Linked DNA regions of Danio rerio: regions 2 and 3 are each linked to region 1. Evidence: chromatin contacts called from public Hi-C and HiCAR-type data. All regions are on one chromosome and are shown on one strand. The core of a region is the stretch at or near the end of the contact, and the rest is flanking DNA. Distances in the headings are between cores, read along the strand shown.

Evidence for each region. A called contact is a pair of places that touch in the nucleus more often than the background predicts. HiCAR-type assays count read pairs that join an accessible place to other places.
Region 2: a contact with region 1 is called in a Hi-C map of an unstated tissue, with 4 times the contacts expected there. The contact joins two enhancer-like sites. A contact is called at or near these places in 2 of 18 Hi-C or Micro-C datasets (caudal fin and an unstated tissue).
Region 3: a HiCAR-type map of caudal fin shows a contact between it and region 1, with 8 times the contacts expected there. The contact joins two enhancer-like sites. A contact is called at or near these places in 2 of 18 Hi-C or Micro-C datasets (caudal fin and an unstated tissue) and 1 of 4 datasets of contacts at active chromatin or transcription factors (caudal fin).

Annotation. Positions count from the first base shown.
Region 1 is chr24:9,918,012-9,921,857 of GRCz12tu, reverse strand. It overlaps si:ch211-285f17.1, which reads right to left. Exons shown (of 17, transcript XM_073941543.1): 11 at 1,804-1,951. It overlaps LOC141380824 (a long non-coding RNA gene), which reads left to right. Exons shown (of 2, transcript XR_012399716.1): 2 at 1-472. Among named protein-coding and RNA genes, the nearest start is that of si:dkey-96n2.3, 33 kb to the left of the region's middle. Within about 2 kb of position 2,062, at least 4 of the 62 cell types and tissues checked have an H3K27ac peak or open chromatin away from gene starts, as enhancers often do. A contact at or near this core is called in caudal fin, where this site is marked.
Region 2 is chr24:9,709,467-9,713,312 of GRCz12tu, reverse strand. The region is part of intron 1 of si:ch211-285f17.1; the gene reads right to left. Among named protein-coding and RNA genes, the nearest start is that of si:ch211-285f17.1, 56 kb to the right of the region's middle. Within about 2 kb of position 2,257, at least 5 of the 62 cell types and tissues checked have an H3K27ac peak or open chromatin away from gene starts, as enhancers often do.
Region 3 is chr24:9,788,213-9,792,058 of GRCz12tu, reverse strand. All of the region lies in intron 1 of si:ch211-285f17.1, which reads right to left. Among named protein-coding and RNA genes, the nearest start is that of si:ch211-285f17.1, 130 kb to the right of the region's middle. Within about 2 kb of position 1,903, at least 13 of the 62 cell types and tissues checked have an H3K27ac peak or open chromatin away from gene starts, as enhancers often do. A contact at or near this core is called in caudal fin, where this site is marked.

The DNA.
Region 1 (3,846 bases), core at 813-3,312:
ATATACAGTTGAAGTCTTTTCTATTTTAAATATTTTCCAAATGATGTTTAACAGAGCAAGGGAATTTTCACAGTATGTCTGATAATATTTTTTCTCCTGGAAAAAGTCTTATTTGTTTTATTTTGGCTAGAATAAAACCAGTTTTTATTTTTTTTAAAAACCATTTTTAAGACAAAATTATTAGCCCCTTTAAGCTAATTTTTTTTTCGATAGTCTACAGAACAAACCATCATAATACAATAACTTGCCTAATTACCCTAACCTGCCTAGTTAACCTAATTAACCTAGTTAAGCCTTTAAATGTCACTTTAAGCTGGATAAGTGTCTTGAAAAATATCAAGTAAAATATTATTTACTGTCATCATGGCAAAGATAAAATAAATCAGTTATTACAAATAGGTTTTTAAAACTCTTATGTTTAGAAATGTGCTGAAACAATCTTCCCTCCATTAAACAGAAATTGGGGAAAAAATAAACAGGGGCGCTAATAATTGAGGGGGGCTAATAATTCTGACTTCAACTGTATATATATATTTGTCCTGCAAGAAATCTTTCACATTGAATACAATGTGTAGTAATTAATATTTTATGAGGGGAAAAGTGCAAAAGCAGTGTTATTCTCTCTTTTTATAAAACCAGAAAAATAGAAAAGAGGAAATATTTGAGAGTGCCTCTAGAACAGGGGTGCCCAAACTCGGTCCAGTTTAGGTCCAACCCCAATCAGACACACTTGGGCTAGTTAATCAAGCTCTTACTAGGCTTTCTTCAAACATCCATGCAGGTGTGTTGGAGCAAAAATCTGCATTACACCGGCCCTCCAGGACCGAGTTTGGACACCCCTGCTCTAGAACCATGTATTTAAAAGAAGGCCACAAATATCTTTGAAACAACTGATCCTGAACAGATTTAGGCAGTACACACGTTGGTTTTTCAAGTTTTATGTGGACTTAGATATAATGCTTTTATACTGTTCAGACTGTATATTCTGCCCCCCCCACTCCAACCCCCAAGCGTCTGCCCCATCTCCGATGACACAATGTATTTTATACAGTAAGAAATATATATTAAACCCAACCCTCATTGAATTTGAACATTTTGGATGTGTAAAGACCCCCTTAAGCATGATTTTTAACAGTTTTGAATTATGAGGACATGTGGTTTGTCATTGTAATACCTAGGTCATACCCATGTCATCATACAAATTTTTGTTCTTGTAAATCACCAAAACCAGCACACACACACACACACACACACACACACACACACACACACACACACACACACACACACACACACACACACACACACACACACACGTTTGTTTTTGTGAAAAGTGGGGACATTACATAGGTTTCCATTCATTTTATACGGTCCAAATCGTATATTGTATTGCCCTCACTCCACCCCTAAACCCAACCATCACAGGAGACTGTGTGCAGCTTTACTCTCTGATTAAACTCATCCTGTAGGATTTATAAGCATTTTGAGAAATGAGGACGTCACCAATGTCCTCATATTTTACCTGCTTTTTGTAATGTGTCATACCCATGTTACTATACAGATTTGTGTCCTGATATGTCACAAAAACACGTACACACACACACACACACACAAACACACACACACACACACACACGTTGTTAAGTCTGGTTTATACTTCTGCGTTGAGCGATTGCCATGACCCACGGCGCACATTGTAAATGCAATATAGAGATGAATATGACTTAAGAAGGTGTGGTCGTATTTATTTTTTTAACATGCAAAAGTGTAGGTTGAGAATGTCAGCGTTCTCTCTGTTTGTACCTGCGAAGGTTGCTGAGTGTGTCAGTGAGGGTCCGGACTCTCTTTAACATGCTGTCCAGTTTGTGTGGCTCTTCTTTGAGGAACTTTACAGCCTCTACTTCAACCCTGAGCACTGAGCGCATGCGGGACTGAAGAGCCGGAAACTCACCTGCAAAAAAAATAAATAAATAAAAGAGGTTTCGCTATCAATCTGATTGTCGTCATCAGCTGGAAAACTGCTTGACATTTAAGCTTGTTGACACTTGTCTGCGTCATAAAATGTTTGATTGTAGTTATGTGGGCTTCCCCCCTCCCCCTGGAGGTGTGAAATATAAACTTATTTTGGAGAAAGGAGCTGTTTTATTGCTGCAAGAAGTGTCAAACTGGGTCAGAGTGTAATGTTTACGTTTATGTTTCTTTAAGAGCCATGTTGGGGGTTTCCCTTCAGCCCATGTATTCAGGAAGAGAGTTAAAGCGGTGTATAATCTGCTGTGATAACATCTTTATTATGATGGTGGATCTATCAAAGTTCACACCTTCAGGTACACGGCTGACATACATTTCTGCAAGTTGCATTATAATACATGTGTGGGCAGGTGTAAAACTGAAAAATATGAAACTTCCTGTTAAAAGGGAAGTTTTGAAACATGCTATACGATAAGAAAGCAAAGTCCTGTTGCTTAATTCAACATATTATTTCTCTATGATGCTTTACAATATATTTGAGCATATGCATTAGTGCAGTGGTTCTCAAAGTGGGGGTCGCGAGACAATAAGGGGGGAATCGCTTGGTGATTTAAAAAAATCTCATATATTTTATTAAACTATTAGAACTTTCATATTTTATCCTTAACCTGCAGAATATAAAAACTAGGGCTAATTATTTTTAAGTTATATTAAATATATTATATACTTAATATTTAATAGTTACTTTAAAAAAAACAAATTTAAATAAAAAGTCATTGGCCTTTAATTTTTTTTTTTCCATTGAATTGCGACCCCTGGGCCCGGTTTTTCAAAAGTAATCCACTAGGATTTTGGATAAGGGATTGGATCAAATCTTGAAAATGGGTTTTTCAAAGGAAAAAACGGATTACCTAATCGGATTAGATCACGTAATCTAATCTTGGTTTTGATCCGGATCAAACCTTTACTTTGGGTTTTTCAGACCTTTTTTGTAGGATCTGGATCACTTTGATCCAAAAAACCTGGATTAAACTGATCCCACCAGAAAGGTGGATTTAGTGTGGATTTCATGCCCAAAATGTAATAAAAACTTAAAAATTTTATTAAATAATACTATTTTTGGATCACACATTATCTTACGAGATATACTATTGATTCATAAGGTTTTAATTTTATTTGTTCATCCATCAGGCTGTAGTGATTATTGGCTTTAACGTATTCAGCCTTTCAGTATAGGCCTACAGCAGGGGTCAGCAACCCGCAGCTCTAGAGCCGCATGCGGCTCTTTAGCGCTGCCCTTGTGGCTCCCTGGAGCTTTTTCAAAAATGTTTGGCTCAAAAATGTTTGAAAATGCAAAAAGATGGGTGAGGTTAATATATTTTTTTGTTTTAATATAATTTCTATAGGAGGACAAACATTTTTAACGTTTTCAAATGCTGCCAAAGTGTGTAGAATTAATATTTAATTTCAACATTTCTGTCAACGAAGATTTGCGTCATAGCCTGCGACACACGTTTCTATCAGCAGGGTGGGATGCCAGGCAAGTGGCTGTTGTAAACAAACCAGGAGATTATAAAGCATGGAAAACCGTTCAAAGATGGTATGACATATTAGAACACCTATTTGCAAACTTTAAAAACAAAACCAAGATAATACAAAAAAATAAAGATATACCTTTCTCCACTAAGACAGTGAAGGAAAGGGCTATTAAAATGGTAGGTAACATCACCGATCAGCAAACCAAGGACATTAATTCAGTGCCAGCATACTCAATTGCCTGTGATGTGACCGATATTCAACGCGTTTTTATGCAGGTATGTGAACTCTGATGGGCCGCAAGAAGAAATGATCAAATTAATAACACTAAAAGACAAGATG
Region 2 (3,846 bases), core at 1,008-3,507, 210 kb after region 1:
GAAATAATGTGAAATAATATTAAGACTCAAAATAAATGTTTTGTATTTTAAAATACTTTCATTTTATTTCATTATTATATATTTGCAGTTTTTAATTTTCATCAGACATTATTTTAGCCTTCAGTGTCACATGATCGGGTCAGAAATCATGCTGATATACTAATATGCAGCTCAAGAACTAATATGCAACTCAGTCGCTTTGGTACATTTCTCATAACACCAGTGCATTTCTGCACAACAGTTAATGCATTTCTCAAAACAATTAGTACAAACTGCAAAACTTAGCTGATAAACCTGCAAAAGCACGTCACATGCTCAAAATGGATAGTTCCTTCCTCAAAAGCAAGTATCAAAGTCTCAGTGTCATCAAAATGAAAAGTCCTGACACAATTGTTTATGAACAATATAGTCAAATGGCTGTCATGTTTTTATTATGACAGTTTACTCTGGACATTTTTTCAATGCAAATAAGTCAGATGTTGGTGACACTTCCTGAAAATGCTCAAGACAGCACTGTGTACTATTTGCAGAGCCATTTGAAAACTACAGCAAAGTTAGACATCACTGCATTTAGTGAGGTATCTGAGTACAAGACACTGAATATGTATGTTTCACATTTTACTGTATATGCTCATTGCAATTCTAATTTATTCACAGCATTGTGCAAAAGAATAAATACAGCCTTATTTACAACAAACATAAGCTTCCTTTGGGTAAAGCTGGGCACAACTGTAAACAATATTGCAGAACATATTGGAACTGAACCTACAACACAGGTCTGTAAATCATTCATGAAATTGTTTAATTTAGAAGACATTTCCAGAAAAATAAATATTTCTTTTATTTTTTTTATATATAGAATTTGCTAGACAAATTTTGACAACTAGTTCAACATTTTTGTCTGTAATGACTCAAGTAATGAAATGAGGACTATTAGTTTTATATTGAATGACTATTCAGCATTTACAAGTTTAGTTTAATTTTGACAGACATGACATAAGCAAATGATAATGTTATAAACAGCAGAAAGTTGTATGAAAATAATTGATGCATGTCCAAAAGCATCTGCAATGTGTTGGAAGGAATGAGAAACTGCTACTAGGATGTGCACAAATGACTAGTTGTTTTGAGAAATGCATTAACTGTTGTGCAAATGTAAATAATGTTGTGAGAAATGCACCAAAGCGACTGAGAAAAACAGTTGTATTTAATTTTGGAAGGTGTGTGGGGAAAGACCATGACAATGAAAAGAACAGAAATTAATAAAAATTCATGATCATATTATTCAGTTGTTCATCTGTGGTTTATTTGTTTGTTCATTCGTTCATTCGTTTATTCATTTATTCATTCATTCATTCATTCCTCCGTTCGCCCGTTCATTTGTTCGTTCATTCATTTATTCAGTCATTTATTCATTTATGAAATTTAATGAAATGTTTTGTAACATTAGAAATGTCTTCTTTTATTTCTGCAATGCATTTTAATTAAATAACATTTTAAATTTCTTTTTATTTTTTTATTTTACTTACCCCACATTTCTAAATTACAGTAAATATATAAACACACATACATACAATTGTTTTGTTGTTTTGTCTGTAAAGAAATTTTATTTCTATTTTATCAATTAATTCATATGATACACATAACTAAACAATTATGTAACCGAAAATAAAAAACAGACATTCTTTTGCCAAAAAAAAATAAACAAAAAAAAAAAAAAAATATATATATATATATATATATATATATATATATATATATATATATATATATATATATATATATATATATATATATATATACTCAAGAAATAAATTTACATTAACCATGTACAACTTAATAATCAAGTGCATGCCAAGCAACTGCCATTGAGATGAATGGGAATTTTAAAATCTGGCTGTGAATCCAGACAGATTGCATCTTGCCATTTTGAGACAGTTCCAGGTTATTTTTTTGTCAGTTATATAAATCAAACGGTCCCTGAATGGCCCACAGCAGTGCCATCTGAGACTCAAGACTCTCTTGTATGTCTTTGTTCTTATACAGTGCACTGGTTAGTTCAGGTTCATCCTCTATGTCTCTCTGTCTTTCTCTCTTCTTTTTCCCCAGAACAAACACAGGCTATTTTTCTTGGCCCTCTCAGCACACAGCTGGCTTATGTTAATTTGCAATTATTCCACCGTCCAAACCATCAGAATGGATTTTAAAAGGTCACTGCAGTGAGTGTGTGAGCTGCTATAAAAGCCAGGGTCAGTGCTCAGTCTGAGGGAGACTAGCATAACCATTAGCATGAGCACTAAAACACTGCGCCTGGAGTCAAACAAGGGGAAGAGGGCACACTGAGTCATCGCTTTTTACTCTCTTTTCTCCCATTTACGGGCTGTTAATAAAATGAATTAAACTGTGTGTTTTCAGGGGGTAAGGTGAGTGAGTGTGCTATCTGATGTGCTGATTCGGGCCTAACCTGGTCTTAGGACCCAGTGCTGATAACACTAATGGAAATTATGCCGAAAGATCAGTTTGGAGCATTTGTGTGCAGAATGTGAATTAAGAGACCACGTCTCATTTGAAAACTAAGATAATGATATAATTTGGTCTGCTGACTTCTGACACTAGGAATGAATAATGACACAAAGTACAGTGCAATATGTGCTAAATATGTGCAAAAAATACAGTGCGTAAATATTAAAGTTGTATATAATTAAATATTGCAGTAGGTGATTGTCTTCAGAAACATTTTTTGTTGTGCTGGTTGAAAGTGTCTTTACAGTAAATGATCTAAATGTGTTTGTATGTATTTTTATATTCTGGGTAAAGCATAAAACTAAAAAATGTTCATCCAATTAAATAGAGTCGGACCGTCATCTCCCTTAATTCCGATAGGCAGGTCAGACTGTCTGTCAGCAAATGTAGATTCCGACTTCTGCGCATCTGTTCACGCAGATCCGCCATTAGCGCGTGCGCGACTGCATCACAAACGCATGCGCTCCGAGCGAGCTGCGGGCCGCTCGCAGATGCAGAGTCGGAGCCGGAGGCGCCGCAGGACAGCCGAGCTCGGGCCGATTACTGTAAAGCCAATATAAATATAATTCGCCCTTAAAGGGGCTGCGCGGTCACGAGACGGACCAGGAGAAATCAAAAGCTGAATTGAAACTTTTAAAAACCTGAATCAATATTGGAGTTACTTTAGCACGCTGGAGGAAGAAGGACGACACCATGGCTGAAGTATTACTGTTAGACTGGTAATGTTCTGTTTTGAAACTATTTTATGTTAGATTGTGTTTTGTTATGAATGACTTGTATGCACAGACGTGTTGTTCAGCCGCTAAAATCTCCCGGTGAAAGATCGATGTGATTATTTTCAGTTTCATTAGGTTCTTTGACAGCATCTATAATGTAGATTTATATTTAGTTTAACAACAAAACACCAGTAAATAGCGCTATTCCGCCTATTATTGAGCTGAAGTTGCTTTTATATTCACATTGGGTCATTTTTGAACAATGACAGCCTTCCTATACTGTCTACCATGCTACTCTGAATATTCGCTCTGAAATAGCATGTAAGTGTGGCAAAGTATTTCATGTAATTCCTGCATGGCGCTGGCACTAACTGGCCAATGACATGAACTAGTGGGTTGTCTGTCGGTTGTTGTGACGCGGTGCGCGCGCTCGCGATTTCAGGGGGTGTGGCTTTAAATCACAGTCCCTCCCCGCCGTCCAAAGATAATATGCTAAGCGGTTAGCATTTTGGCAGATCACCTACTGCACCTTTAAGACCACCTTAAATTTTTTTCTCTCTTTGTTATATTGCAGACATTTGATAAAATCATTTAAGTCCATTCTTTC
Region 3 (3,846 bases), core at 654-3,153, 130 kb after region 1:
AGAAAAGTATTTCAAATGACAAATTGTGACATTGGCTCAAAGTGAATTTAGCTTGTGAGTTTTGATTTTTTAAAATAAGATGAAATAACATGATTTAAATTAGTGGAAATGCATGTCATAATGAAATTAAAGGGATAGTTCACCACAAAAAAAAAAAAAAAAAAAAAGATTCTTCCATCATTTACTCACCTTCACTTTTTCAAAAGTTTCTTTCTTCTACTAAACACAAAATAAGATTTTCTGAAAAATGCTGATAGCTGCACTCATCCATTGTTTTTTTTTTTTTTTTTTTTTTATGAAAGTCGATGGGTCTAAGCTATCTTCAAAATATCTTCTTTTGTGTTAAAAAAAAAAAAACAATCATAATTTTTTTTTTGTCATTATTACGGCAAACTTATAGGGGGTCTCACAGGCAAAAATGGGAACCACTGACTTAAATCACCTTTCTTCCCCATTCCTCACTTTGAACTGCAGCAGATCGTCTTGACCATGTCTACATGCCTTAATGCATTGACTTGTTGCCATTTGTTTGGCTGATTAGAAATTTGCGTTAACGAGCAGTTGGTGAGTGTACATATAGTAGTTTCCAACTTTAGTATTCACCGACACTGTGATTTGAATAGGTGTACAGTAGTTATTTTTGATTTATTCAAACAATCTTTTACTTACTAGTTGTACAGTAAATTCTATTTTAATGACTGGATTATGTGTTTTCTGTTTTGTAGAAATGATAATGATCTCTGTATGGCCCGTCACATATATAACCATGAACCACTGAATGAATGAATGAACAATGAATTTTTGGCAATTGACAAAAATACACCCATAAAGCAATAGACTGCTTTTGTGGTACAGAGTAACATATAGTAAGATTTACAACCAGGTATTTTTATTATTTTATTATTATTTAAATAAATACATTTTACAGTTCATCTGATTGATTTATATTTTTATGATATAATATAATTGATATAATTTAAATTTGTTTCCCAGTGATGGGTTGCAGCTGGAAGGCCATCCACTGCATAAAACATATAGATAAGTTGGCGGTTCATTCCGCTAGAAATTGAATAAATTAAAGAATTTAAATCTAAATTGGAAATTAATATATTTTTTAATTTTTTTTTTTTTTTAATCAAATCTTGATCCACTATCTAGTATTATATGACAACAAAACATTGCTTTTAAATACTTTTTGAGGCCTCTACAAACACATCTATATTGTCATGTCTCTTGATACGACTCTCTAGCGCTCTCTAGAGTTTGGTTTACACATAATTACAAAACCATTTTGTACATACATCTGGAAGAAGTGATCTCTTCTGCCGTCACATCACAATGTCTTCCACAAAGTCAGAAAGCATTGAACTACACAAAAAAAAAAAAAAAAAAAAAAAAAATTCAAAGATGATTCCTTGGATTTACTTATTTTTTATGTTAAGTGGTTGTAAACAATTTGTTTGGGCTGAATTTAAACAAATAAATTAAGTTGAATATTATCAAATTTAATTAGCTTGCTTAAATTCAACAAAAACAAATTGTTTGCAACAGTTCTGCATGTAACACTTTTTTTCAGTTAAATGTATTTCTGTATTGAACTGTGTCCTATTCCGCAGCATCATGCAGAAAAACTGCAACAAAAATACAACAGTCAGAGTTTTGTCCAAACCAGAGGCAGACCAAACTGGGGAAAACTGGTTTTGTGTACAATTTTGCATTGCAGAAAAAAAAGAGAAAGATACAAAGTGCAAATCAATGGAAAAGCCGGGATGAAAGAATGATGATGTACCAAAAAAAAAAAAAAAAAAAAAAAAAGCTGTAATTTCTCTAATGGACGAAGGCTGCAGCAAATGATCTGATTCGCTGTCAATGACATCATCGGTACTACAGGCCACCTCCCAGTTGAACGATGTCATCAGCACTGAGGCATGTCAGTGCTGTAATGCAGCAGGACCTCAGAAACACACACACACTCTCATATACAAGAGCACAGGGAGAAATGAAAGAAAGATCGCTGTCCTCAATCCACATTTCTGTCCCATTTAACCCTGATCCAGTTTCTTACAATCCAGATTAAGTGTCCCGAAAGTCACAGGCCGCGAGCAGTCGAGCAGACGCACATCATCTCTTAATGCGCGTGTCATGCAAATCTGATTAACTCAAATGTCAACATCATCACAAGATTAGGAGTTATAAAACACATATTTACAAAGCATCATTTTTGTTTATGACGTCCAACGGCATCTTCTTAGAGTTTAATAATCGATTCAAAATACTTCTGTTAAACACAAATGGAAATGCTTCGGGTTATCATCACTGCAGTTCAAAATATAAAGTTAAAACCAGAAGTTTACATACACTGCATAAAAAGGCAAATAACCATTTTTAAAAAGTCAGATGTTAATGTGACTAAACTTTTTTCTTTTAAGTAAGTTAGGATTATCAAATTTGTTTCTGTTATGCTTAATAGCAGAATAATGAGAGATATTTTTTGAGAAACTTTTCTTGAAAGTTAAGTTTACAAACAATAAGATTATTATGCTTCTAACAAAGTTTAGATGATGGTGTCAAGGTTTCGGAAGTTTCTGATTGGCTAATTGGAAATATTTAAGTTAATTGGAGGTACAACTGTAGAATACTATTTAAGGAAAACCTCAAACACACTCCTTCTTTTTGTAACAACATGTGAAAATCAACAAGCCAGAATCAACAAAAAGCCAGATTGCAATTTGCTAAATCACATTGGGAAAAGAATAAGTTTTGGAGACATGTCCTGTGGTCTGATGGAACTAAGATTGAACTGTTTGGCTGTAATGATCAGTGTTACATTTGGAGGACAAAGGGGAAAGCTTACAAGCCTAGTAACACCATCCCCAACTGTGAAGTACTATATGGGGGTGGCAGCATCATGTTTTGGGGCTGTTTTGGTGCAGGAGGGACTGGTCCACTTCACAGCATAGATGGCATCATGAAGAAAGAACATTATGTAGAAATACCGAAGCAACATCTCAAGACATCAGCCAGGAAATTAAAACTTGGCCACAAAGGGGTCTTCCAAACAGACCATGACCCCAAGCATACTGCAAATTTAGTTAAAATGTGCTTTAAGGACAACCGAGTGAATGTTTTGGATTGTCCATCACAAAGCCCTAATCTCAATCCTATAGAAAATTTGTGGACAGAGTTTAAAACGCTTGCGCGAACAAGACAGCCTATAAATCTGATGCAGTTACACCAATTCTGTCAAGAGGAATGGGCCAAAATTCCTTCAAACTATTGGGAGAAGCTTATGGAAGGATACCCAAAACATTTGATCAAAGTTATACAGTTTAAAAGCCAAGGGAATGTATGTAAACTTTTGACTGTTTAGAAATTAATAAAAATTCTCCAAAATCTCTTATTATTCTGGCATTTAGCAAATATAAATCATTTAGTTAATTCTAATGGACCTAAAATAGTAAAAGTTTAGTATGATTTACCATCAGATATTTAAATAAATGGTTATGTTTCTTTTTAGAGTGTATGTAAATGCATGATTTAATGCAAACAGTGGATAAAAATATGCTATAAAATATGCTGAGTTAACACAATTTCTTTATGTTTTCCTAACACAAATCGATTAAGTTAACTTAATTCTTTATACTAATTTAAATGGATTGAACATAAAACAGTTAAGTTGTCCCCCCACAAAAAACACTTATTTTAAAGGGCACCTATTTCACCTACAAGATGTAAGATAAGACTTCGGTGTCTTCAGTATGTGTCTGAAAAGTTTCACCTCAAAACACACATCAGATTATGTATTATATAATGTAGAATCTGCCCATTTTAGTGCCTGAGTAAAGT